Linked DNA regions of Ovis aries: region 1 is linked to region 2. Evidence: chromatin contacts called from public Hi-C data. All regions are on one chromosome and are shown on one strand. Each heading gives the region's core, a stretch centred on a gene start, on an enhancer-like site or on the middle of the called end of the contact. The rest is flanking DNA. Distances are from core to core; before and after follow the strand shown. Region 1 overlaps H6PD (hexose-6-phosphate dehydrogenase/glucose 1-dehydrogenase). Region 2 has its middle 52 kb from the start of SLC25A33.

Region 1 (6,498 bases), core at 2,429-4,928, 210 kb after region 2:
ATTACAGTAATCCAAGTCTATGCCCCAATCAGTAACGCTGAAGAAGCTGAAGCTGAATGGTTCTATGAAGACCTTTCCTTCCTAGGCCATTGCTTATTATTGTGGTTATAATTATTGTCACATCAGGGTTTATTTCTTGATTACAAAGCGGTTCACAAGCACTTGGTCATTTTAAACCTTACTGCAGCCCACCAGGCTTCTCAGTCTATGGAATTCTCCAGGCAAGAATACTGGAGTGCGTTGCCACTTCCTCCTCCAGGGGATCTTCCTGACCCAAGGATCAAACCCATGTCTCTTACCTCTCCTGCATTGGCAGGTGGGTTTTTTTACCACTAGCGCCATCTGATGAATGCTAGAAATAAATGTTCAACAGCAGAGGAGGGGATATGCTTCCAGGATGCTTCCTGTCAGTGGATTTCACACTTGTGTGGAAACCAAGTATGAAGACCACGGGGATGTGTGGAGAAGGCTCACAATGAAATAAACATAAAAAATAAAGGCTACAAAACCATGTGACACAGAGATAGAGCATCTCCTGAGGGAGGGAGGTTGCTGAACATGAAAAAACTACTAGGTGGGGTGGCAGGCACTGCAGACAACTTTGTTTTTAATTTTTTAAACTTTTTTGGCCATGCTGTGCAACAGGCAGGATCTTAGTTCTCTGACCAGGGATGGAACTTGTGCTCCTTGCAGTGGGAAGCAAGGAAGGAGTCTTAACTCCTGGACCAACTGGAAGTCCCTTAATGGTGTCTTTTTTATACATAAATGAAAATCAAAATGAGAAAATTCAGTTTTTCCAAACTGCCTCCCCTCTTGATTGGAAGTGAGAATGGGGACAGACCTCAGCTTTGGGGGCCCCCCGGTACTGACAATCACAAAGAGAATCAAGGAAGACAAGGAGTCAGTAGTGAAGGCCAGGTGCCCCGACCCCGGCCAGCGCTTTGCTCTCAGGACCGGCAGACTCTGTCCTGGGCCCCAGATTTGGTGGTAGCCGACAGGTCTTGACGACAGTTACCTCTTGACCGTCAGTGAAATGAGGTCTCCTGTCTGGGCTGTGTTGGACCCTGCTGTGGAAGTGTGGACTCTTAGCGGTGCGTGGCGGCCACCTTGAGGTATGGCTGTGTCCAGTGGATCAGAGATGACCTCGGAGACCACTTCTAACAGAATGTGGGGCTAGAAGTGACTGGAAGGCCAGAGTAACCTGCTAGTGAAGAGGACGTGGAGGAGAAAGAGGAATTTGAAGAGGGGTGGACAGTGGACCTCCCAAATAAAGGGCAGATGGAAGGATCAAGAACATGAGCAGAGGCTCAGTGAGGACATGAGTTTTGGTCACCTCTGCTAATATTGCTCTGCTAATATTTCTGCAGTGGCGGGGACTGGACTGCAGTGATTTAACATTTATTTGTGTGCCTTTTGGCGATGTATGAATTCACTTATGAGTATGCGTTATTTTACCAAAATACTGATGCTTCCAAAGGCGCCCCAACTGACACCCACCTCAGACATCACAGTGAGTGCCCTCCAGGCGAGGCCTGCTGCATGAGTGATCCGCCAGGTAGACTGACGGGGAGACGACATCCCTCAGGCTGCTTGTGAACTTACGAAACCCAGTCGTCTTGCCCCTCACTGTCTCTCCCAGGAGCCCAAGGGACCCTCAAGCAAGTCGGGACCGGCTGGTTGCTCAGATCCACCTGTGATAGGTGCGGGGTAACTGGGTCTGCCTCGCCACAACCTCTCAGAGCACACACACAGCCCATCACACTCGGTCTCCCAGGAAAAATAACGAGCAGGGATTTTGGGGAAACAATTTTATTGTTTAAAAAATAGATGGTACATTTGACATACAAAAAAGGCATTTTAAAAACTCTGATCTGAATATGTCTCACTGTCAGAGGCATCATTAAAAGTGTCCAGTGTTTCGTACAAGCCAGGAGCAGTTGCTCTTTCTGCAGAAATGTGTGGCATGTTCACGCCATTGGCCGGGTCATCGGTCTTCCACCACCCGGGGGAACAGACAGTCTCTCCGAGGTAACAGCTTGCCTGTCTCTCTTCCCTCCCAACAGAAATCCTGTTTGGATTTCTGTTTCCCCGCACGGGACAGAATGCATGGACACAACCCAGATTGCAACAGACCATGATTTCAGAGCCCACACCCCCCATCCAGGGCTCTTTCTGGCAATAGCTGCTAAGCACAGCACCAAGAAGGCTGGAAACCTTCACTCTGGCTCGGGAAGCGGTGGCTCTCAGAGCCGGCAGAGGCCCCTTGATGTCTGCTCTTACCCTGTCCTTCCAAACCAAGGAGGGGTGGGGCAGACTGTACAGGTCATGCCTCAGAGATGCGCATTCAGCCTTGATTACCAGCTTCTCCAGGGTCCTTTCCTTATACTCGAGTACCCCATACCATTTATAACCAACCTGTCTAGACGACTGTGGGGTACAGCCAAGGACCCAAACTGATGAATATATGTAATTCTGTTTGCACTTCTGTTTCTAAAGCTGCCAGTCGCTCAACCATATTCCATGCGACTTTTAGTGAATGGAAATGTATCTATCCCTTCCCATGCCAGAGGGACAGAAAAGATGCCGAGATTTACTTTAGAACACCTGACAGCAAGGGAAAGACCATCAAGGATAAAGAACCACCACGAACAAAAGCAGCATACTTAATTGAGATCTCCGCCCCTCCCCATCTACGCGTCCCATGCAGATACAGCACTGGTGTCTGCTTTACAAGAGATGGGCTTCTGAAAGTTGGCTGGAAAGGACAGTTCATCAAAGGGCTCATTCCCCCCAACTCCCCCAGCTTGCTGTGAGACCAGAAGCGCCTCCTCTAGTCTCAGGCTACTTTTCTCCTGTGCTGACAGTGTTCGTGAGTGTGCACCTTGCTTTGCAATGAGCTGAGGAATCCTTAAGAGTTCCTCACTCCGGCCCCACCTGGAGTGCTTAGAGCCGGAGGCCAGAAGCCTGAACCTCTGGAGAGGGGTCACGGGATGCTCTGGAAGACGCACATCTTCCAAGAACACAGGCTGGTGTGGTCCCCACTGGCTTCCTCTGGTGAAGATGCCTGGCACTGGGAAGGCCTCTAGAGCAGGAAGAGCGTGAAGCGGGATTTTCATCTCACGTGGAGGCAACAGTGTGCAGCAAAGGACCACAGAGGACATGCTGGTGCCCAGCTCCAACCTCCAAGTGAGCAATGGAAGATGGACCCTGGACTGGTAGGCTGACGCCCGCCCCAATGTTGGCCCGTCAGTGGGGTGCAGTGGGGGGGGCAGGCGGGGTTCTTGGAAGAACAAATCCATGACCTCAGTCAAAACACTCAGGGCCTCCTTGAGAGCTGACCTCACTGCGGATCCCTCCCGATGCTGTCCCTGGGCACAGACCAGCTGCCAAACAGGGATGAGGTTGGAGGACCCACCCTATTCCTCGTGGGAATCTCAACTGCCACCTGCACAGCTGCAGCCTCCAGGGGAAGTGGGAGGTTCCCAGAGGGGAGGTGGAGGGCTGGGAAAGGGATGCTCTTCAGTTCAGCGAATCGATAAGGGGGGAGCGGATGGCCCCTTCTGGGCCATGCAGGCAGCCACCGCGAGACACAGCCGCCTCTCCAGGCCTCGGCCCCACTGGAGTTTGCCTTTGTGGGGCGGGCAGGCACCAAGCTTGGGGACCTGCCACCACGGCTCCCTCACCCTTCTGTCACCACTGGCCTTTCCTGTGACCTGTTCATTCTCGGACACAGACACACTGCCCGGCGTGGACTGAGGTCCATGGGTCCCTGTCTGCTTAAGATAAAAATAGAGCTGGTAAAGCTGATGCAGAGGTTGCTTCTGTAAGACTGTGCGTATTTTTGTCAAGAAAAAAAAAAGTCTGTTTCTGAAAACTAACTTGTAGGAAACCGCCCCTTAAGTTTCTGCGGAAGCGTCTCCCTCCCTTTCTCAGCCACACTGTCTGGTTCTCTACGCAAACGGGGAAGAGGAAGGTCCCAGACCGGGGAGACTGGACCCGTGAGCTCTGGAACAAGAGTCCCCAAGGGAGTGTTCTGAAATACCGCCTGCTGGCAGAGCTCGGGTTGTGCTGGTCCCTGGGAGGCCCGGGACTGGGAAGAAAGCACTGTCGGCAGAAGAACAAGAAGTGGGGCAGGAGGACAGGACTGTCCTAACTTGCAGTTGGCAGGAAACTTTGCTCCCGGAGCAACATCAGAATCTAGCTTCTAGCAGCTGGGAAAGTCCCTAAATCTCTCCCTGCAGCAACTGGTAATAAACCTGCTTCAGAGAAGAGGATGTGAGCCGGCCTCCAAGAGGAGGGGCCGGTCTCCTTTCACAGGCCTGCAGAGCCGCTCCAGCTGCCTGGGCTCTGTCTGGGAAACGCTGGGAGCTGCACTGGGCTCCCTGGGAAGGAGGTGGTACCGCAGGATGGCTGGGAGCACATGTCTACAACCCTGCGGTCCACGTCCGGTTTAGAACTGGCCTGCTGTCGTCAGACAACTCCAGTTTCAACTTCAAAATCATCGGTCAATTAGGATCCCTCCACCTTCTCACGGGGTTGTTGTAAAGACGAAACAAGACCATACAGCAGAAAACATTTAGTACTCAGCCTGCCACCCTCTGTATAGGACACATCATCACCGCTTCCAGAAGCCCTGGGGCTCCGACTGATGTGTCTTCCATCACCCACCCCTCCCCTCCCTTGTGATGGGAGCGGTGAGCATCCCACCACGGAGGCTGTAGCAGCATCAGTGGAGACCAGCCTGATGCATGAAGCTGCAGGAACAGGAAGCCTGGGTACCAGTTCCAGAGTGCTCATGAGCATCCCTGTGTAAGCTGGGTGCCCGTGCTCCTTTCCAACCCTTGGGACCTCGGTTTACCCAACAGTGTAAAAGTCAGATTAGAGCAACACGTTTCAAACTATGGATCAGCTTGATTTAGTGAATTATAAGCAGCATTTTTTTTTTTTTTTTAAAAAGAAGGTATCCAGAATTCTCAGGATGAGAATTCATTTATGGAACTTTGGCTTGAGATGCAGATTCATACATGAGTGCAAGCGCTGACTCATGATGTAAAGTGTGTTTCTTGCTGTGGATCATGACCCAGAAAGTCTGAAAACCACCAGCACAGGATAGGAGAGAGAAAAGGGGAAGGGGAGCGGGAGGAAGCGGGACTGTGACAAGGGCTCCCAGTGGACTACGCTGGTGTGAGTTTAAGACAGTGCTTCCTAGAGGGGTGGGATTGGGGGTGGGGAGCTTCGAGGGAGGTTTAAGAGGGAGGTGCACATGTGCATGCTCTCTGCAACCCCTTGGGCCGTAGCCTGCCAGGCTCCCTGTCCATGGGATTCTCCAGGCAAGAATACTGCAGTGGGCTGCCATTTCCTTCTCCAGATCTTCCCGACCCAGGGACTGAACCCACATCTCCCATACTGGCAGGTGGACTCTTCACCAGCGAGCCACCAGGGAAGCAGCGCAGGAGGCAGGGGATGTGTGTACAAAGAGCTGACTCACTCTGTTGTACGGCAGAAACTAACACCATAAAGCAACTGCACCCCAATTAAAAAACAACAAAAACCCCAGAGCACTTGATTCTGGGAAGGAAACCCTGGCACTTCCTGCCCCGCCTGGCCCCTACACACGCTCTCCAAAGATGAAGGTGCATTTTGAGGCAAGGTGCTCCTCTCAGAACAGGACATGCCCGGCTCAGGCCTGTGGTAACTTGCTGTTACTCAGAAATGGTGACATCAGAAGTTTGCTGGCCCCTTATCCTGCAGCGACACTTGGGCACATGCAAGTCCCTCTCTTTCTCACAGAAGTTCCTAAGGAACAGATTGGGGAGGGGGAGGTCCTCAGTGCTAGGGATCCGGGGAGGCTCAGGAGCCTGGGGGCGGGGAGAGATGAGCGGCTCTGTGGTCCAGACAGCAGGGATGGTCTGAGGGCGCCCCCATGTGGCCACACGTGACACCTGCAGTCACGTGTCCATTCCCGCAGTCCACTCCCATCAGCAGCCTCAAAGCTAAAAACGCTGATTTTCAGAAAGGGAGGAAACTTTCCCACCTGGGCACTGTGCTCTGATCGGCCAAGGTGAGTCTTCTGGGCATTAATATTGATGTCCTGTCTGGATGGGGTCTCTGGAGGCTGGGGGAAGCCAAATGTTATTGGGAGCCTTTATGTGCAGAGCCCCCTGCCAGCACCCACCTCACAGGCACACATCTCCAAAGCAAGAATTCTTGTAAATTCTTGAAGAAGTGTAAACAGCCTTGAAGAAAGTGCAAACAATCAAAAGTTGAAAGACACATTTCATGATGCTCCTTCTTGCCCAGGAAAGCCCTTGGTGTGACCTTGACACTTTGTATCTGCCTGATCTGATACAAACTGTGCCTATCAGATGGGGAAGCTGTTCCACAGAAAACCCTGCTTTACCCTTCACTCATGTAACTTGGGCTGTGTGGAAAGCTGAAATCAAGCGTTTTGAGAATTTTCACTTTTTTATAAAAGAATCTTGTAGATGCCTCCCACCG
Region 2 (6,379 bases), core at 895-3,394:
AGGGGAGCCTCACACTGATCCTTTTAATCATGAATCAGATCATGTCACTCTTCTGCTCGAAACCTCCCAAGGCCCCCATTTCACTGAGGGGGGAAAAAGCTGAAGTTTGTTCTGTTACCGAGTCTAAGCTTGTACTGCTTGCCTGACAGGACAATAATTGAGACATGAGTTGTTGGGGCAAGGAATCACTTTATTCAGAAAGCAAGCAAACTGAGAAGATGGTGGACTCACGCTGCCAAGAACCATCTTGCCCGAGTTAGAATTCTGGCTCTTTCTATACTAAAAGGGGAGGGAGCAAACTCAAACAATCTGCTTCCACTCAGACTCTGGAGGGGACGTGTTCATTTCTGTGCATCACCTTACGGTCAGCATCACCGACTCAATGGACGTGAATCTGAGCAAACTCTGGGAGATGGTGAAGGACGGGAGCCTGGCATGCTGCAGTCCATGGGGTCGCAAAGAGTCGGACACAACTTGGTTACTGAACAACAACAAGGCTGCAGTCATTGACTGATGGACCTGCTCAGGATGTTCCCTGTGAGCTAACAAAGGTGTTTTAGCTTAATGCTCATTACCTGGGAAGTAGGGTTCCCAGAGCTGGGCTATTATGTATAATTTAAGCTTATGGGCACCATCTATACAGTGATTAACTTCCAGCCACTTTACCCAGGGAAGGATGATTGAGCTGTGTGTCAGCAAAGAGGAGTCTGCAATGCCAGACTGCAGCCCCATTTAATTTTTTTATTGTGGTAAAATACACATAAGTTTTCCAGGTGGCCCTAGTGGTAAAGCATCTACCCGCTAATGCAGGAGACTCAGGTTTGATCCTTGAGTCTGGAAGATCCCTTGGAGAAGAAAACGGCAATCCACTCCAGTATTCTTGCCTGGAAAATCTCATGGACAGAGGAGCCTGGTGGGCTACAGCCCATGAAGTTGCATAGAGTCAGACATGACTGACTGAGCGTGCATGCATGCAAAATACATGTAACATGAATGTTGCCGTTTAAAACCATTTTAGAGTATGTACTTCAGTGGCATTAAAGGCATTCACCATGCCGGGCAACCACCATTATTGTTTGGTTCCAGAACTTTTTCATCACCCCAAAAAAAGACCCCACACCAATTAAGCAGCTGCTTTCAGTTCTTTCAGACTTCCCTGGTGGCTCAGACAGTAAAGCGTCTGCTACAATGCGGGAGACCCGGGTCCAATCCCTGGGTCGGGAAGATCTCCTGGAGAAGGAAATGGTAACCCACTCCAGTATTCTTGCCTGGAAAATCCCATGGACCTCGAAGCCTGGTAGGCTACAGGCCATGGGGTCGCAAAGGGTCAAACACGACTGAGCGGCTTCACTTTCTTTTCAGTTTTTTCTTCCCTCCAGCCCCTAGAAATCACTTGTCTGCTTTCTGCCTCTATAGATATACCTATTCTGGATATTTCTCTTTTTTTTTAATTAAAAAAAAACTCAACTCTTAGTTGAGTCATGTGGAATTTACCTCCCCGACTTAGGATCAAACCTGAACTTCCTGCATCGGGGATCTGGAGTCTTAGCCACTGGACCACCAGGGAAGTTCCTCTCTATGGGCATTTGCAGGGACCTGGGATGCTGGAATGACCAGGGGAGGGGGTCGGGATGGTCCCAGAGCTCCAGGATTACCCGCTAAGTCACATGGCTTTGCTTCTCAGGTTGAATGTGCTTTAGGCAGAAACATCACGACACAAAGCAGTTTCCTCTTACAGCCTGATAAAGAGGATCCAAGGAGGGCAGAAAAGCAGGCCAGGAACAGGAAGAAAACTCACGCTCAGATAGAACATGTGATTCCATGAGTATCTCAAATATGCTCAATCCAGCCAAGATCGTGTCTGCAATCAGGCCGATGAGAAGTCCTTGCACAAAAATAGCACCCTTGGAGATAAGAAGATGTTTCTTACCAGGAGAATTTTCTTTTGGGTCTTCACATAGTTCACCAGTGACTCTGGAGGGAATTTTGAGGAACGAAGGCAATAAATGTGATGAAGAGGTTGGAGGGCCTGATTATGAGTGAAGATGAAACGACAGCTTGGCCATAGCATGGGTTTCGGGGAGTTATGGCCTCCATTTGGCAGATGCGAAGGGTCCCAGATGGAAGGAGAGGTTGGAGGAGTCTGGGAGGGTATAAGTAGGAGTAATGGTGTGATATTATGAAAAGAAAGCGATAGGCTGTGGATAAGATGGTTTCTGGGCAAAGAGCCTGTTTAAGAAACAAATAGCCTCCGAAGGGCGGTGGACGTGCCTCATGGCTCGTTAAGGCAAACATTTGGCAAGATCAAAGTCTTAGAAGCTGCTCTGTTGGGAGTGACCACCTCCTCCCCAACTCAGATGCTTCATCTCCACGCCCCTTGTCTCTTTCACAAGTTTGGAAGTGCCGTGTGGGTTTGCAACCCAGGTCTTCAGGGTGGTGGATGGAGTTCTGGGCCGTGAGCACAGGCTCAGAGGAGAGCTTAGCAAGGAGGAGCAGATAGATGAGCTGGCTGGAGAGCATCTTTATCTACCCAGGGAGAAGAGGATGGAGGGTGCTGTTGGAATCCTGGGGTAAACAACACATGTGCTTCTGGCCTCTGGCCTGAGCCAAGCAGATATTGGAACGGTCCTACCCGGGCCAGTTTCTTTGATTTCTATGGTTCCTCTGCCCACTGGGTTGTGATGCCTCAACGTTTCTGGTTGACAAGGCAGTTTCATGTCCATTACCTCCTTGATCGTCCTTACTATTTGAAGCTGACCCTTCGAGTGGCAGAAGGATTTGCATCATCTTGTCTGTTCCCCTGATTTGCTGTTGAGAATATTGGGGCCCCCAAAGAGCAAGTGACTTGATCTGAGGTAGCTGGTGATTCCAGACCTTGCGTGTGGAACACTGGAACCACGCGTGTGACACGTATGAGAAGAGCGCTTTGGTGAACTCCAGAAGGTTGCCTCTGGGAAGAGAAATGGGTGGCTGAGGGTGGACAGGGGCTGGAGAGAGACTTACTGTGTTTGCCCATGTACACTGAAGATTTAAAAATATATATTTATTTAATTTTCTGATCCAGAAGTTGCCCCTTTCTTTCTTTTTATTTATTTGGCTGCGCTGGGTCTTAGTTACAGCATGTACATCTAGTTCCATGACCAGGGATTGAACCTGGGCCCCCTGAGTTGGGAGCACGGAGTCTTAGCCACTGGACCACCAGAAGTTGCCCCTTTCTGACAGCAAAGACCATTTGGAATGTGGTCCACTCCTGTGTCTAGAATTCTGCCTGCTCTTTTTCCCAGGAGCCAGTCAGCTCTCACTAGGGAGGCAGCAAACTCTGAGCTGGTGGTGTGGCCACAGGGGCCTCAGGACAGCTCCCTTTGGCTGGTGTCCGCACTGCGGTCAGTGGTCTGCATGGAAGGGGCAGCGCGGGCCCTGGAGCCGCCATCCCCTCTCACTGGCAGAACTGGACGCTCTTCACCTAGTATCTGGTTTCCTCGTGCTGCTTTTCCTTCAGGAATAAACAGTTCATCTAGAGCGAGTGTAAAACTTTGTTTTGTGGGTCGGGAAGGCCACCTCTCACTGCTCCATTGGAGGAACCCATTTGGCTCCTGGAGTCACCCCTGATGGCTAGTGGACAGAGACGAAGCTGTCCATCCTGGGAGCCCCACAACCCTGCACAGAGCCCTTGGATTGGCTGACCTCTGACCTCTGACCTCTGAGTTGGCTTGTTGGCAGATGGGCTGGCTAAGGGTAGGACCACAGCCAGACTGCTGCGATACAAACGTCACCCTGCCACTTAGCAGCTGTATGACTTTGGGCAACTTACTCAACCTCTCTGTGCACTGTGCCCCCAGCTTCCAAAACATGTGGTAATAATAACACCAACTCCACCAAGCTCTTATGAGAATGAAATGGTTTGGTAGCTGCTCTTAGGACAATGACTGGCACAAAAGATTCTGTAAGTTCTTGTCACATAAACTGAAGCAAAGAGGGTGATCCTCAGCAGGATTCTGGCTCTCTCTCAGGTTCCAGGGTACTTTGTCACTGTGCTCTTCTGGTGCTTAGCAATTTTTTCTTTCTTTGGTAGCGCTGCCTGTCTTTGTGGGATCTATGTTCCCTGACCAGGGATTGAACCCAGGCCCTTACAGTGAAAGCACCAAGTCCTAACCACTGGACTGTCAGGGAATCCTCTGGCACTTAGCTATTTTTTAAAAGAGAAGATTTGTTAATTTTATTGATTCTTTTGGGTGGTGGGGAGGAATCAGTTTCTTCCATTGAATTTCTCTACTGTTTTCCTATTTTCGGTGTAATTGAGTTCTGCTATTTATTAGTTCCTTATTTATTTACTTATTTGGCTGCACTGGGTCTTAGTTGCAGTATTTGGGATCATCAATCTTCCTTGCAGCTGTGGGATCTTTAGTTGTGGCATGTCGGATTTAGTTTCCTGACCAAGGATCGAACTCAGACGCCTTGCACTGAGAGTCTGGAGTCTTAGCCAATGGACCACCAGGGAATACGCTGGTACTTGGCTATTTGTAACTTATATTATTGTTATTGGACCCAGGGTGGACATTGCCTTAAATATCTGGGCTCCACACACTATCTGGTGCAGGATCTGGGTCACAGCAGCTCTGGATGAGCATTAATGAATGAATCAGCAAATGGAACATCCCCCTTCTTCCACATTAATAGACTGTTCCTGGAACAATGAATCACCAGGAAACAACCTTTGACTTGTCTGCGGGGGCATCTGGGTCTGGTTGGGAACTTGTAGGGTCACTGTATGACCTCAGTGGGAGTGCATGAGCCACTCAGGTGCTCCAAATCCAGGCAGGTGCCAGGTGAGTGGCTTGGCTTCTCAGAGTGACATGGAGCAGGACGTTATGGTCCTGTCCCCTACGCCCTCTGCCTGTCTTTTGTCTGTGGACAAACTTTAGTCAAAGAATAAGTTTAATCAGAGAAGTGAGAAACACAACAAAGGAAAATAGTCACAGGAGACCAAATGATGATAGGGTAGTCACTAAGCATCATCAAGGACCTTCAGCTCCTTCTCAAAGACTACAGCTAATATTCTGGGCCATATCCTGTCAGCTGTCTTACAGAGACTGAAACAACACGTGGAGAAAACTGCATGATGAGCAGACTGCACCCAGGACATGAGCTGCCACACTTCCGAGAACCAGCCACAAGGAAATGGAAACAGACTGACCCTGGAACTGAAGACTGACTGTACCTAAAACAACCAGGATGACGTTGCTCAGACACTGATGACCAATTTGAAGATGACTGTCAGAGCTGACTGTGCTGCTTCTGCATGTAGCACTCCCCCTACTTCTCTCTATAAAAGCTCTTGCCCCGCTGGTTGCCAGTGTGGGGTGGGGAGTCAGCCTTTGGGCAGGTGTCCACCACCCTCCCCCAACAGTTGCTGGCATCTGAAAGTAAGCAAACTTTCCTTTCCACCAACCTGGCCTGTCTATTGGCTTCTGAATGGTGAGGAGCCAGATCCCACACACTCTTTTGGTAACGAGAGGAGGAGGCTTCCAGCCTGCCAGGCCCTAAGCTGCTGACCCCAGGAGAGAATTCAACAACAGGCTCTCCCCATACTGCCAGGAACAGTGGGGTCGATTCTGCCTGATCAAGTCCTAGGATGGGCCAGGTTATTAGAATGCTAGAGTCCTGGTGAGCGGTCTATCTGCGGAAGTCAGACCAGCAGCTCCAAGAGGCACCAAGTGTCCAGAGAGAAGACTTTTGCTCCCTGACAGGCAACTGGAGAGACTAGGGAAGAAGAACCCTGGGAACAAACTAATGTTGCTTATCATTAGGGCAAAGGCACATGCACACCTTCATCCTTTGACTCAGGACAGTGGGGCTTCCCTGGTAGCTCAGAGGGTAAAGGATCCACTTGCAAAGCAGGAGACCCTGGTTTAAGTCCTGGTTCAGGAAGATGCCTTGGAGAAGGGATAGGTTACCCACTCCAGTATTCTTGGGCTTCCCTGGTGGCTCAGATGTTAAAGAATGTGCCTGCAATGCAAGAGACCTGGGTTCGATCCCTGGGTTGGGAAGATCCCCTGGAAGAGTGCACGGCAACCCACTCCAGTATTCTTGCCTGGAGAATCCCCATGGACAGAGGAGTCTGGCAGGCTACAGTCCATGGGGTCGCAGAGAGTTGGACACGACTGAGCAACTAAGCCCCCACAGCACAATCAGTCCCTGGTACCCAGGGAAGTCCCACCCCATCTGTTCACATCTTAACTGGCGTCCAGAGGGGTGATCCCTTCTGGGACACCCAGAAATAAGGAAAGATATGCCTGGGAGGCTCCTGGCTCCATCACACCAATGTCAGCTCCTGAGCCCTTCTCTGCTCATGGGAGACCCAGACGCTGCCTCTGAGCGC

Evidence for each region. Hi-C and Micro-C count contacts between places; a contact is called where the count stands out from the background.
Region 1: a Hi-C map of tail adipose tissue shows a contact between it and region 2, with 4 times the contacts expected there. The contact joins two enhancer-like sites. A contact is called at or near these places in 5 of 16 Hi-C or Micro-C datasets (blood, hypothalamus, mesenteric adipose tissue and 2 more).

The regions. Positions count from the first base shown.
Region 1 is chr12:43,462,138-43,468,635 of ARS-UI_Ramb_v3.0, forward strand. It overlaps H6PD (hexose-6-phosphate dehydrogenase/glucose 1-dehydrogenase), which reads right to left. Exons shown (of 5, transcript XM_027975665.3): 5 at 1,794-6,498. Among named protein-coding and RNA genes, the nearest start is that of SPSB1, 27 kb to the left of the region's middle. Within about 2 kb of position 3,679, at least 20 of the 54 cell types and tissues checked have an H3K27ac peak or open chromatin away from gene starts, as enhancers often do. A contact at or near this core is called in tail adipose tissue, where this site is marked.
Region 2 is chr12:43,253,092-43,259,470 of ARS-UI_Ramb_v3.0, forward strand. No RefSeq gene overlaps it. Among named protein-coding and RNA genes, the nearest start is that of SLC25A33, 52 kb to the left of the region's middle. Within about 2 kb of position 2,145, at least 4 of the 54 cell types and tissues checked have an H3K27ac peak or open chromatin away from gene starts, as enhancers often do. A contact at or near this core is called in tail adipose tissue, where this site is marked.